Linked DNA regions of Hordeum vulgare: region 2 is linked to region 1. Evidence: chromatin contacts called from public Hi-C data. All regions are on one chromosome and are shown on one strand. Each heading gives the region's core, a stretch centred on a gene start, on an enhancer-like site or on the middle of the called end of the contact. The rest is flanking DNA. Distances are from core to core; before and after follow the strand shown.

The links. A called contact is a pair of places that touch in the nucleus more often than the background predicts.
Region 2: a contact with region 1 is called in a Hi-C map of leaf, with 2.6 times the contacts expected there. The contact joins the promoter of LOC123428077 here to the enhancer-like site in region 1. A contact is called at or near these places in 2 of 6 Hi-C or Micro-C datasets (leaf and seedling).

What each region holds. Positions count from the first base shown.
Region 1 is chr2H:629,746,540-629,753,764 of MorexV3_pseudomolecules_assembly, forward strand. No RefSeq gene overlaps it. Among protein-coding and RNA genes, the nearest start is that of LOC123430987, 8.8 kb to the right of the region's middle. Within about 2 kb of position 2,667, at least 3 of the 3 cell types and tissues checked have open chromatin away from gene starts, as enhancers often do. A contact at or near this core is called in leaf and seedling, where this site is marked.
Region 2 is chr2H:630,029,732-630,036,956 of MorexV3_pseudomolecules_assembly, forward strand. LOC123428077 (plasma membrane ATPase) reads right to left here and starts at 4,762. Exons shown (of 15, transcript XM_045112242.1): 1 at 4,522-4,762; 2 at 2,999-3,118; 3 at 2,671-2,907; 4 at 1,421-2,305; 5 at 1,206-1,310; 6 at 977-1,121; 7 at 724-888; 8 at 413-651; 9 at 283-315; 10 at 116-197; 11 at 1-38. The coding sequence starts at 4,563.

The DNA.
Region 1 (7,225 bases), core at 1,417-3,916:
CGGTAGGAGTTCTTCGGAGAGGAATCAAACTATTGTGATTACCCCCGGAAAGTTTGTGAGGGTTGGGAGACCACCCCAAGGTCTACTAGTGGTTGAGAAACACCTTCATGGTGTTGTCTCAAGGAGACAATAGGGTGAGCCTTCGTGTCATTGGTTTGTCTTCATGGTAACATCAACCTCTCTAAACGGTGACGAAGCTTCCCTCCAAGGAAGTGAACATCGGCATACATCCTTGTCTCTCGAAGTTGCGGTTATCCCTAACCCTAGATCCCTACTTGTGGTTACTTGTCTCCTCGTGTTCACGTACTTTGTATTGTGTTGTTTATCTTTTTAGTTGCTTAACTAGCTCTCTTTACCTGTCAACTTATCACCTTTGCCATTATTAGGGCCACTCTCATTTTTTTGCGTTTGTTTGAATTTTTTAATGTTTGCTTTGATTTTGTTTCTGACCGAGAGCACATGAGCCCGAGAGCAGACCTGGATTTTTGAATGTCCAACTCCTATTTAGAATATTCATGTAGATAGCTAGTTATTTTTAAAATAGTTCATTTTAAAAAGCCATATATTTTAAAACAATATGTTGATGAAAAATAGATAAATTATTTTCATATACTTTATAAAGAAATGTTCGCACACCCCCCCTCCCCTCACTAAATGAAACAATATAGGAAAAGGCACAAAAAATAGCATGAACTAAAAATTAAAGTTAAAAGTAACATAAATAAAAAGCATTTATTCCTAAAAGGAGGAAATTACAAATTCAATTTTAACCAAACATAGAAAATCAGCATTATGGGCCGTTCCATTGCCACAACTTTCACGTGTTATGCTCCCATTCTTCACAACATGCTAACAATAAGGTTTGCTAAGATACCCCTATTTTATGCTCAATGTATCAAATTTCCGAGTAAAAGCATTGGTGTGCAACCCTGTGCCGACCCATACAGAATTTTAGTAATATTTTTCATACATTTGAAAGCACTGTAAAATCAGTTTAGAAAAATGGAATAGATTATATGGGGAAAACAAAAAAACACGTTAACATTATAATGTTGATACATATGAAAAAATATATTCACCTTTTATTTTTTAAATGTTCTTACATAAATATATATATGTTTGTGGATTAAAAATGGTCTATAGTTTTTAAGTTGTACATTTGGGAAAAAAACACACACATGTGAGTAAAATAGAAGTGGAGGAAAAAAATAAGAAAAAAATAGAACAAAACCAAAATATTGGAAGTAACATGAAAGAAGAAAGGGAGAATATGAAAAGCAAAACGTAGAATAAGATATAAAACAGGTAATGGGCCGGCTCAAGATTACAATGCATTCGAGTGGAGCATGAAATTGGGTTTGCCGGTTGGTAGCCCCTTTTTGAATTTGAAGAGAGAAATCTGGCTGCTTAGTTAAACGAAGCATCCCACCAAAAACGGGTCAAACGAAGCACTGGCTTCGGCCATATCCTATTTGGTGCTTATAGTGCCAAATAGAGTATAAATGGTACGGGAGTACACCCCTCACTCGTGCACTTCTCTTAAGCAGTCCCGCCATTTTGTATTCCCCAACCAGTTTTGGCCATCCCCCAGTTTTTTAGGTTGGTTTTTTCTCTGGGTTTTTTCAACACAGGTTTTGTTCAGTTATTTTCCTCATTTTGTTTTCTAATTCCTTTTCCCCATTTTTTCTTTAATATTTGTTTTATCAAATTCACGAACTTTTCACCAATCCATGATTTTTACCTAGGTTTGTAGACTTTTTATAAATTTGTGGATATTTTTTGAAATTTGTAAGTTTTCATCACAAACTTTTCTTAAATTCGTGAGAGTTTTATTACTACACAAACTTCTTCAAATTTAACAAATATTTCTCAAATTTGTAACTTTTTCTAGTATCAAGTTTGAGAACTTTTTCTGCAATTCAAACATTTAAAAAAACTGTTAAATTTTCTCAAATTTGTAAGCCTTTTCTAGCTTTTTAAAATTTTTCCATACTATAGAAGAGTTTTTTAAAATTCTTTATTTTCATTAAATTCGTGAATTTTTTCCCAAAGTAATAAGCTTTTTGACTCTATCTTTTTCAAGTTCACGATCTTTTTCCAAATTTAAAACCTTTTCAAATTCAAGTTTGTTTGCCTATTCATAAACTTCCTAAAATTACTGGACCATTTTCAAATTCAGTGAACATTTTTTAAATATCTGTTTTTTTTCAAAAAACGGGGTGTATGTTCATGACTTTTTTAAATCCATGGTTTTTTCCTGCAGAAAACCGGGTGTCTTTTCCTCTTGCCCTTGCAGATCCAGCAACTACTCCCTTCAAACCATATTATTTGTCGCTCAAATTAATGCATCTAGCATTGAAATACCTCTAGATAAATCTGTTCGAGCGGCAAGTAATATGAATCGGAGGGAGTATTTTTTTTACAGCAAGCAATCAACAAGTAAATTGAAAAACTGCGAGTACCCCACAGTTTTTTTAGACAAAGAAGCCAACATACTCCCTCCGTCCCAAAATAACTGTCTTAAACTTAGTACAACTTTGTATTAGAGCTAGTACAAAGTCAAGACAGTTATTTTGGGACGGAGGGAGTATGATGCGACCGAGTCGTTCGGTTGCGACTGGGCCGCGACCCATGTAACCACACAGGAGAGTCAGTTGGCTCCCTGGGACTTAAGGCGTGCTTAAGGCATTGTAGAGGAGGTCTCTAGGCTTTGCTGTTTTGTAGGGCCGGGCCCGCTATACATAGCCCGTCACTGGGACCATTATTTTCTTTACTAGCCTGCAAAGTTGGTGTCCACTATAATGCTAGAATTGTAGGTTGCTTCCCTACTCAAACCTATCCCATCAGAAACTAGCAAAATGAAGCAGCAACTATGCTCGCTTCATATGGGTGCTGCTTTGTCTACCTTACAGCGAGAAAGAGCGCCCCCCCCCCCCCCCCCCCCCCGCGCGCCTCATCGCAGTCCTTAAATGGGCCAGTCCATAATCATGTATGTACCAGATGAAGCAATGGTGTATCCGGAATTCAAAAACAATAATCTAGTTTGGACAAAAAATTTGGAATTCAATAATATAATTTTATGAATTCTACATAAATATTCAAACAAGCCAATAAATTGGATATCATCTTTACATTATAAATTACTACAATATCGATGAATTTTAAAAAGTTCACTTAAGTAAAAAAATATACCGTAACCTACTAAAATAGCGAGGAAAACTATTTTTTTCCTTGTGCCCTACAGTGTCATAAGAAACGGATGGAGGAAAAAAATAGCAACACTTTCTCTTGAAATAATAAAAATCTCCAACTCTGAGTAGTCCATTTTATTTCTCATGAAAATATTAAGTTAGCTAAAATACTTTATACATACATCAGTTTTTACTTATTTTTTATAAATATTTTCGGAAATTTTATCAACACATATACTCTAAACATATATTTTAGATATCTATCTTTAAAACTATTCACCGTGTATTGCAAATCTATGAAACATATTTAATATAATTTTTTATATCTTAAGAAAATGTTCACACATTTCAAAAAATGTAAGTATTTTTTTTAAATGGTATACGATGTAAAATATGTAAGCGTAATTCGAGAAAAGTTGCATGTCACTGAAAATATGTACATTACATTTTTAAAATGTTCACGGATATCAAAACAGGTTTGTGACTTTTATAAAAACGATTATACAATTTAATATAATGTTCACATAGTTTTACAAAATAAAAATCTATCAATAAAAATCTATCATGAATCATATTATTTTGAGGATGACAACTTCATGCCACACCTAATTCAGCAAGGCATCCCCACCGCCCACCTCTCCTCCACCCAAACCCTAGCCCATCTCACCACATCCCCACATCCTAGCCTAGGTTTTCCCCTTCCCCCTATCATCCTCTTGGATGTCGTCAATGCTACATCATCGTAGTCTTGACATGGCGGTCAATGCATCCATTCATATGGATCTCGACCTAACTCTAGGTATGGCGTTTCACATAGGAGGTGCGGCATTCCTGCCTGTTGATGGTTAATCCCATGGAAGACATGAGTCAATTCTCCATGGTGGTGGATTTTGGACATACAACATTCAAGCTTGATTAAGATGCGGTAGTGGCGGGCCTGGAATCGACCACCGACGACTGATGTGATGCTGTATTGATTTCCATACGATCAGGTATTTCCTTTCGCCGTTGCCACCAAGCCAGGTGGTTTTTTTATTACTTAAGAAGATAGAAAAGTTTCCTGATTTCGCCAAACCATGCTAAGAAATAATCCAAGTTTCGAGAGCACGAATGGATCTTCAACATGTATTCGGAAAATGTTCAAAGTTATGTCTTTACAAAATATTGATAGTGTATTTCAAAAATGTCAAAAGTGTAGTAAAATATCTTTGATGTATACCAAAAAGATGAAATGCATATGAAAAAGTAGACATTTAAACATATATTAAAAACATGTATTTTAAAATATGCTAATAACGTATAGAATTTGTTCCCGATGCATATGGCAAATGGTCAATGTTTCTGAATAAGTGTAGAGATGTGGTGAAAACATAAATAAAAATTAGAAAGGAAGAAAAAAACAAATGGAACCAAAGAAACCCCAACAAAAAGAAACAAACAAAAGAAACCGATGCAAACAGTGAAAACCAAAAAAAATAAAAAGACATAGAATAAAGAACTCAGAGAGTCTGCTATAGTACTGGGCCTTCCCACTAGCCTTGCACCAAATGTGAACCACAGCTACATCTCTTTACGGGTCTGCACAGTGTGTGTCATTAGAGTGAACGCTTTCTCAAATCCCGAAAAAAAAAGTGAGAACGTTTTCCCTAAAGAAAATGCTAGATCACAGTAGATTGATATATCTCCACCTCCACACGTCATAGATAAAATATCACGTGGAAACCAAGTTTTGGTGGAAACCACGTGAAAAAACTTCATTTTGAAGTTTCAAAAAATATATAAGAACAGTACAATGTGTCAAGAGTGTGGTGTTCTGTTAGCATGTGAAAGTCCAAGTTTAAACGCAAATTCGTTTACGTGATACAGAAAACAAAATCAGCATTAAATAATGCCGAACATGAAGCATTACTATGAATGAAAAAAAAATAACGCGCTATACCGCCGCTAATAGCACGCTATACCGTATACAGAATTGGCTGGGTAAATTCATCTGTATACAATGTCTCGCTAATAGCACGCTATAGCGTGATATAGCACGTTAATAACATATTTTCAGGGGGGGCACTATTTTATATAGCGCGCTATTTTTTTCATTGATTCATTTCTTATAATTTTTATAGCCTGCAAATTAAATGGTTTTGTATTTAAACTTGGAATTTCACATGGCAATATAACATGGCCCTCTTAGTATACTGTATTTTTCAAGAATATTTTAGAACTTTCAGATGTGGTTTCCACGACGGTTTCATTGAAACCTGGTTTACACGTGATATACTCTCTATCTTTGTGGACTCGACAGCTTCTCCCAGTTTCCAGTCGAACAATAGATATCTGTCTTGCGAATAAATCAGGGCTATATATATTTCTCTTGCGAATATAGAAAAAAAAAACTGATAGTAGCACGGACGGCACCAAGGAAAAAGTGTCCGAGCTAGCCCTAGCCAACCTGCGCTGCGTGAAAGGAGAGATCGGTCGGCCAAATGAGTGATAAATGGCTAATTTGACAGGTTACCAATCAATCACTGCTGCTAGCTCGCCCGGCCCGTGCATCGCTGTGTCCACGTAGTACTCACTGTACGTAATCCCCACTGGGAATCATACGGCCGGCTGGGGTACGTACAACGTGCATGCATGCATGGCTCGTCGATCGATCCCGCTCCCACATGCATAGCTTACAGCCTTCGTTCGGTCATTCCTCTCATCCAGCAGCTATCCTATCTCCATCTGGCAGGCCAGCTACTCTCAGCCTCCGTTGCCGGCCGGGTAATTAACCATGCTGTAAAACTGCTTCATTAACCCTTATACTACCAGCTAATGTAAAAGCCCGGGAGTTGGCTACGTACGTACCATACGTACGGCAGGCAACAACACGCGGCAGAGTAACTACTGGGTAAACACAAATGGGATTGGCATTTAGGACATGATGTCCCGACCGTACGTACATGGATCGACCACCGGCCGCCACCACAGCGCATCTTCGCTCGCCAACACGTACACCTTACGTAATACAAGTACGTATGCAGGCAATTACTACTCCATGCATGCATGCACGTACGCACGTAGTAGTACGTACGTTACGTTACAGCCTATTAATGGCCGTAAGGCCACCAGAATATATGGTACACAACGGAGAGAGTAGGAGTATTGCTGCCTGGCAACGCATTGATCCATCCCTTAATTGGTTGCAAGGCCGATTGATATGACCGATCGGCTGGTTCAATTAGCTAGCTAGGCGACCGACATGGATCGATCGTCATCAAGTCGCTAGATCCATCGATCGATATGATCGGGGTTAGTTACGACGTGTGCATAAGTCAAATCCTCTTAACAACCGGTGCCGTAACGTCATTAGCTCCATCGATCCAATATAATTCCATGATCGATTAGGTTGATGCACTTCATGCATATACATAAGCCAAAAATAAATATTTGTCTTTAGGAAAACATCACCAAAGGGCTAGCACCTCTCGATCTATAATAGTCCCTCATACTGGCCGGATCCGTTCGTTCAACAAGGACGGCGTCGTTTTCTGTAGATTATTAATTTGATTAAGACATATTTTGGCTCGTGTTTTCTCTAAGTTATGATTGGACAAACTATGAAACAGAAATTCATGGTATTTTTGTTGACAAAAACCACTAATTAACAAACAAACAAAAACATTAGATGCGATGGATGGCTGGTGGGGGTGGATGTATTTCCTGTCTACAAGCGTTTGACGCCTCCTGTGTCTATTTAAGGCGTATTATTCTTTTGGCATAAGGGGGCGTCCATTGATAAAGGGGCGCATGTGCTGATTTTTATCAATCTTGAAGCTCCTAAGCTCCAGTATTCAGCAGATGCTATTTGAGTGTGCCCAGGTGGCGGGCTGAGAGTGTATACTTCTATGTTATACTCTGTGGCTACAAAAGCACCAGTACCACTTTCATCAAAATTAGAATTTATTTAACTTGTTTCGTATGAACCCCAAATTAAGCGAATGTATTGGCCATAATTTAAGCATGCATTTTAATGGAAAAATATATCAAGAAAT
Region 2 (7,225 bases), core at 3,512-6,011, 290 kb after region 1:
TGGCTTAACTCTGTCCTTGGATATTGTCATGATAGTGCCTGCAATTTTTCATATGAATATGAGAAGTGATGCTGACATGAGCATGGCTACTAACGGGAAACCAAAAAAAACATACCATCATTGAGAATGGCAATGATAAGGACCATGAAGGGAGCGAAATCAAATTTCCAGATCAAGGCAATAAGCAAAAAGCCAAGCTGCAAAATGGAAGTGATATTAGTTTGGAGAAATATCACTTAAATTTCAATGGGGAAAATATATTTGGGGAATTGAGGTACTTACCACAATACGGATGGTGATGGAAACTGCGTAGATCTGGTGCAACACATGATAAAAAAGAGCAATGAGTCTGAATGTGATGTGATCATCTGCTTAGAAGGTTACCAATGATCAACTTAGAAAAAAGACTCACTGTGTAGTTCTTCATCCTTTGGAAAATGCATCTGCTGGTCAGGACAGCACTGATAATGACACTAAGACCTGGCTCGGTAAGCACGATGTCGGAAGCACTTCGAGCAGCATCTGTAGCATCATCAACAGCAATACCAATGTCGGCCTTCTTAAGAGCAGGAGCGTCATTGACACCATCTCCAGTCATACCAACAATGTGCTTCTTCTCTTGCAGCCTCTTGACGATCTCATACTTGTGCTCTGAATAACACGAACCCGGTTAGCAAATGCATCATTGCATAACTAAACACATAAGCATGCAATGGAGCATACCAGGGAAGACCCCGGCAAATCCATCAGCCTTCTCAATCAGCTCATCGACGGGGAGTGACTCAAGTGAACCATCCTTGCTTTGGCCAAGCAATGCAGAAGAAGGATACATGTTTGTGCCCATCCCAAGTCTCCTACCCGTCTCCTTTCCAATAGCAAGTTGGTCACCTATAGTAAATCACATAACTCTCTTTAGCTACATTTACACTAAACATGCAAACTTAGAAGTTAAAAATTGGTATGAAAGTGTATGTACCTGTGATCATCTTAACGTTGACACCAAGAACAAGTGCCTTGCGGATGGTCTCGGCACTGTCATGCCTTGGGGGATCAAACAGGGGCAACAGACCAATGAATTGCCATGGTCCACCAGCAGAATCCTTGGATTTCTCAGGTACTTCCTGTGATAGCGTCACTTGGCATTAGAAATTGACCCTCCAGCCGCTATAACCAAGATAGCATTTGAAATACAGAAGTTAAGGTACCTGTCTTGCAACAGCAAGCGAACGAAGCCCACGCTCAGCGTACTTCTCAATCACAGAGTGCACCTTCCTCTTCACATCCTCCTTGCAGTTGCACAGGGTAATGATCTGTTCAAGTTTCATAACAAGCCTTCATTAGTCACGTTAAAGAACGATGTAATTAACTACAATGTCAAACATGTAATGAAACATCACTGCACTTCTATAGTTTTACCAACCTGCTCAGGAGCACCCTTGCTGGCACGGTGCCAGTTACCCTCAGCATCAATGTAAGTCAGAGCAGTCCTCTTGTCAGTAGGGTTGAAGGGCAAGAAGTGCACTTCCCTGATGCCAGCTCTTGCCTCCTTCGGATCAGCAAGCATACCAACCATGCAAGCATCAATGGCATCCTGGTTTTCAACCCTCGATGCCCTTGCAGCCAACAACAACACATGTTCTTTGTCGACACCCTTCGCAAACACCTCAACCAGGTTCTTGTCAACACTGAGCTTGTTAAGGGTGAGTGTGCCAGTCTTATCACTGCAAAGCACATCCATGCCAGCCAACTCTTCAATGGCAGTCATCCTCTTGGTGATAGCACCCTGCTGGGACAACTTGTGAGAACCAATGGCCATGGTGACCGACAAAACTGTAGGCATGGCAATCGGGATACCACCGATCAAGAGGACCAACAGGTTCTCAATACCGGCACGGTACTTGCGGCGCTGGATCGGGAACATGACGATGATCTCAATGACAATTCCCACCGCGATCGAGATGATACAGAAGTTTCCAATTGCAGTGAGGACCTGCTGGAAGTGCCCGACTTGGTTGGTGCTGTCAACGAGATGAGCAGCCTTGCCAAAGAAAGTGTGTACTCCTGTGGCAATGACCACAGCCTCAATCTCACCCTGCTTGCAGGTTGATCCAGAAAAGACCTCATCCCCAGGGTTCTTGGTCACTGGGAGAGACTCTCCGGTAAGCCCAGACTGATCAATCTTCAAAGGATCACCCTCAAGGAGACGAGCATCAGCAGGGACGATGTCACCAAGCTTGATGCTGACAATGTCACCAGGAACCAGGATTGATGCCTCCTGCTCGCCCCATCGACCATCCCTGAGGACCTGGAATAAGAAACAGTATTACATGTTACAAAAGGCAAACCAACAAACACAACTGCATTAAAATAAATGCAGCAGTTTCCAACTGCCAAATGTTATACATGGCTGAGAGGTACCTAGCTTAAGGAAAAAACTGGAGTATGACTTTTGGTTCCAGAACAAAAGTATTATACAGTTATAATAATTATGTCCAACTAAATTGCAATTGCTAAGCCAGGCTCAACAAACAATTTTAATAAATTTTACGTGATGCTGGCATACATGCACACAGTTAAAAGCAAGCACAAGAAATGATTCCAAAATAGTATGGCCACAGTACTATAGAAACAAAATCAACCTAACAGTGCAGCATTCTGTGCCGAGCTCACCTTTGTCTTGGGTGCAAGGTTGGCCATGAGAGCAGCAGCGGCGTTGCCGGCATTGTTCTCTTCGATGAAGGAGATGGTGGAGTTGATGACCAGAAGAACGATGATACCAACAAAATCCTGCCAATCCGGAGGCTTCCCACCACCGTTGGCCAGTGCAATGGCCATGATGGCGGCCATCTCCATGACCCAGGACAGCGGGTTCCACATGAATCCCAGGAACTTGAGGACTTTGCTCTCCTGCAAAACGAGACCCACAAGGAAGCAATCAATACGATGCAAGAACACACGAACCAAACTTGCATCAGAAACCAAAAGTAACGATGCTCACCTTCTTCTCTTCGAGCTTGTTGAGGCCGAAGATTTCAACACGCTGTGCCCCCTCATCGGAGGTGAGCCCCTGGCGCGTGCACTTCAGCTGCTCGAACACCTCCTCGATGGGGATGTTCTCCTGCAAACACAAACACAAGGGAAACAAACCATTGATGAGAAAAGATCTATCGATGATATGAAGTGCGACCCCACTCAGTCAGCGACAGCTAGAACAGACAATTCAAACAGCTCGTTGTACAGAACAGTAGTTTCCATGGCATGGGACCCATCGGTCAGCCTCTACCAGACAAATCCGGGGCCGGCACATCGAACATGGGAGAGTCCAAGCGGGCATCTATCATCGAAGGTGGGGTGGGTCCAATGATTGGGACCCGTACGGCCGTCTGATCTCCATCAGACGGCTCAAGCCGGCCAAGGACAGGGTGTCCTGGGCCGTACGTGCCTGGCTGGGTGCGTACTTCCCCCACAGCCCCACGTGCCGGGGTGCGTACGTTTTCATCTCCCAGAAGGCCGCCTCGAGATGCGTGCGGCCAAGATGCAGAACCCGTGGCGCATGTGAAGGCGAAAAAAACAATAGGATAAGCGAGAGCGAGCGACGGCTCCGCTTCTGGATTGGGGTGCGCGCTTCGGTCAACAAAGATAGAAAAACGAAAAGGCAACGGCTCGAAGGCACGGATTTCTCCGTGCTTTGTGGTGGTTGGCCACTAATCCGGCGCCGCATGATCAGGGAGTCCGGCCCGTGCTTAACCATCTTTTGACTTTAAGCCCGAATCCGTACTCCCGTCCCACTAATTCTACTACTACCACTACCACTATTCGAAAATCTCCATTTATTTTTCATTTTTGGTAATCATTTATTTGTGGACGAAATAAAAACTGGAAGGAAGAAATTACGCGCAGATCTAAGATTCGGTGCTCGTATCCCGTTCCACGGAGGAGGAGATTTACGTATTAAATACGGCAGAGTGAAACAGCTGGGAAGGATCCAAAAATTCCTCCGCCGAACGCTGTGCGTTTCGGGGATGCACGCTGCCGCAGCATAGCGGAAGCAAAGCAGAGGTAGAAACATGGGGTGTCTGTGCTGTTCCTGTGCTACATGCCGGCCATGGACAGCTGGTCCTCTCCATCATTGAAGAGCCGCTGAGCACTCACATGGCGAAGATACAGCCGCACATGGAAAGTTTGCTTTCAAGGAAATCCTTTAATTCCTTTTCATTTCACCAAAAAAGTAACCAGTTAAACTTTTTGAGAGAGAAAAAATTTAAAGCTACACGAATTCGTGCGGAAGCTTTCGTCCCTGCCAGAGATTCCCCGACAGAGAAGAAGAACAGCAGGTAAAACGGCCAGCAGATTAATCTGTCGCAGTTCGTGCGAGTCTCAACCCCATCTATCTACCCAGAGATCGAAGCAGCGGGGGACAGCAGTACGAGACGAGCATGGCGTAGAGCGAGAACCAAGCATCACCGCGAGAAACAGGGCGTCGGAAGAGAGAGGGGTGGGGGAAGCGGGGGCGGTTCTCACCAGATCGACGGCCTCGTTCCTGATCTCCTCGAGGCCGCCCATGGCTGACGGCGGGGGGCGGTCGGGCGCGGAACCAGCACGGGAGGGGAGCGGGCGGAGTCTACAGGCGAACCCGGAGGCCCAGCGCTGCCACGCAACAACGCGGGGAGGCCGCGCTGCTGCCGCTCTCTCCTCCGCTCCGGAGAAGGGGAGTGGTGGTGGGTGGGTGGGGGGGCGGAGGAGAGGAGAGAAACCGGAGGCGATGGGGGAGCTCTCCGTGCAGCGCCTCCCCCCCTTTATACCCACCCACCCCCGCGCCGGGCCACGCCGTGCAGCCCTAGGCGACCCGAACCGGGCCCGCGGGCCCCGCCGAGCCGCCAGGTGGGCCCCCACCTAACCCAGCCCCCCCTCCCCTCTCTGTTCGCGTGCCGCGGCGAGTTAGGCCGTCCCTCCCGTCCCGCCGCACCTGGATGCCGCCTCGCGGAGAGATAGCGCGAGCGCGGGCACGGGCACGTGCCGCGCGGGGCCCGCGCGTCGGTGGCGGTGGCGGAAATATCCCCAAGATTTGACCCCGGGGGAGGGCGGGCTGGCGTGGGGCCCGCGCCGTGGGACGCCAGCCACTTGTGGGTGGGCCGCGCCGCATCACGGGATAACGGGCGCGGCGTCAAAGGGTCGGCGCGTTCCGTTCCTTTTTTAACTGCGGGCCGCGCGCGCGCCCGTGCCCGTGTTGGGCTTGGGTTCGGGTTCGGGTCACGGCGTGGGGGGCCAGATTCCATTCCGTTCCACACCGTTTCTGCGGGGCGGGCGGGCGGGCGGATGGATTGGATGGATGGGGGCCGTACGTACGGTGCGGACGGTAGCGGCGCGGAGCAAAAGTGTGGGGATGGGGAGATAAACTACTACTGTACTGTAGGAGGAGGCATTGCGGGGTGGGGAGATTTTGTTGCCTGGCGCTGTAAACCTGGCATGTTTTTGGCAACGCTGGTTCGTTGGTGCCATTCGGGTCACAAGGGGCCGGCCAATGGGACGGCCGTAATTGCCGGTTCAAACGGGTTTTTAATATCTTGCTTATCTTGTTCTTTGCTGGTTTGGCTGCTTGAACATTTCTGTTCGGTTATAAAAACAGAGGGCGATTCCGATTCTACTAGGGGGCGACTATGTCATGCATTTCGGAGTGATAGTGGTAGTACTATTATTGCTCGCATTTGTATCCTTTGTTGCAAGATCTCATCGTATTTCGTCCTCTCTTGTGTACCATATCTCTAGAGAAGAAAACAGAATTTATCGTTCACTCGGCATCTTTTGACGTGATTCATGGTATTAATGCACGTATTAAGGTGGGAAAAGTGTACTGACCAATTGCATGTGATCAAAAAATCAATTGTTCATAATCTAATAAAACAATAATCTTTTATGCTCCTCCTCATACTCTGTAAAATCTGGGACACTCAGAAAAAAATGGTTTCCAGAATATGGATATTGACGCTGGATGTTTTGTAAAAGCTATTCTAGAAAGAAAAAAATCCAGTCTCACCGTCTCAAGACGGCCATGCTAAAGGAACATGTCGGGCTGTGGCGTGACTTCCTCTCCTCACGATAATCATGATCCTTGTAAGAATTCTCATTTTTGAAATATATTCAGGCGAGGACCCTTTCCCCTCCAATGACCATTAAAAAAAGTATACGATGGGGGAAAAGAACGATCTCTTTCCTGTGACTAATCATCCCTTTACGAAGAGGATATAACATGTATTCCCGTTACCTCCAAGTGAAAACAAAAACAAACTGTCACCACGAAGAACAGATTTACACTCCTCCTTTCATCCCGCTTCACTTACTACTGGTCATATACATGTGGAGAAAGTAACGACCTCTTTCATGCGACAAATCATCCCTTCATAAGGAGAAGATGACATTTTTTCCGTCTCCTACACGTGAAAACAACAAGAAATTGTTACCTTTAAAAACATATTTAGGCCACTTGATTTCATCCCCCTTCGCTTCATACAATCAAGATCTTCATAGCAACGGTGATGGGCTATATACAACATCCTCAAGATCTTTGCCATTGCCTTCACATGATTTTAGCTTTGTTCTACTAGCTTCCTTCACAGTATCACATCTACTTTTACGTTTCCATCAACATCATTTTGCATTCCCTCCCTTAATCCCCATTTGTGTCTTCCTCTATTAAATTTTCTCACAAAAGCTCCAAAATTATGTTTTTGAATCAGATCCATCGTATGTTTGGGTGATCGTTCTGTGCGTAGCATGAGGATTATGTCTAGACATAGGGTTTCTTTTGACATGTCACAATGGGTTTTAGGGCGGCTTGAACTAAATAAGACCAATTATACGAATGAGTTGTAGGGATAGAGAGAAGGAAAAACAAAGGAAATGAAATGTTTAATCTCTGTTATAAGAATAAGATGAAACAAACATAGGACTCTCGTCCACGAGGAAAGCCTTCTTGCCATAGTTCAACATCATCCTAAAATACATCTTTTCCAACAATTGCAGAGGATGATAACAAGCATTGTTGAACGAAGTGTGTCTTATATGAAGAGACCGCGGAGGTCACTTACATCATTAGCAAAGATATCAATGAGAGACTTAAGTTCACCCCTCGTAGGTGAGATCAATGATTAAGAAATCGGTAACCGGTAGCTGCTCGGCCGGCTTGGGAATAGCGATTAATCGGTGAATCGACCTATTAACTGGATTA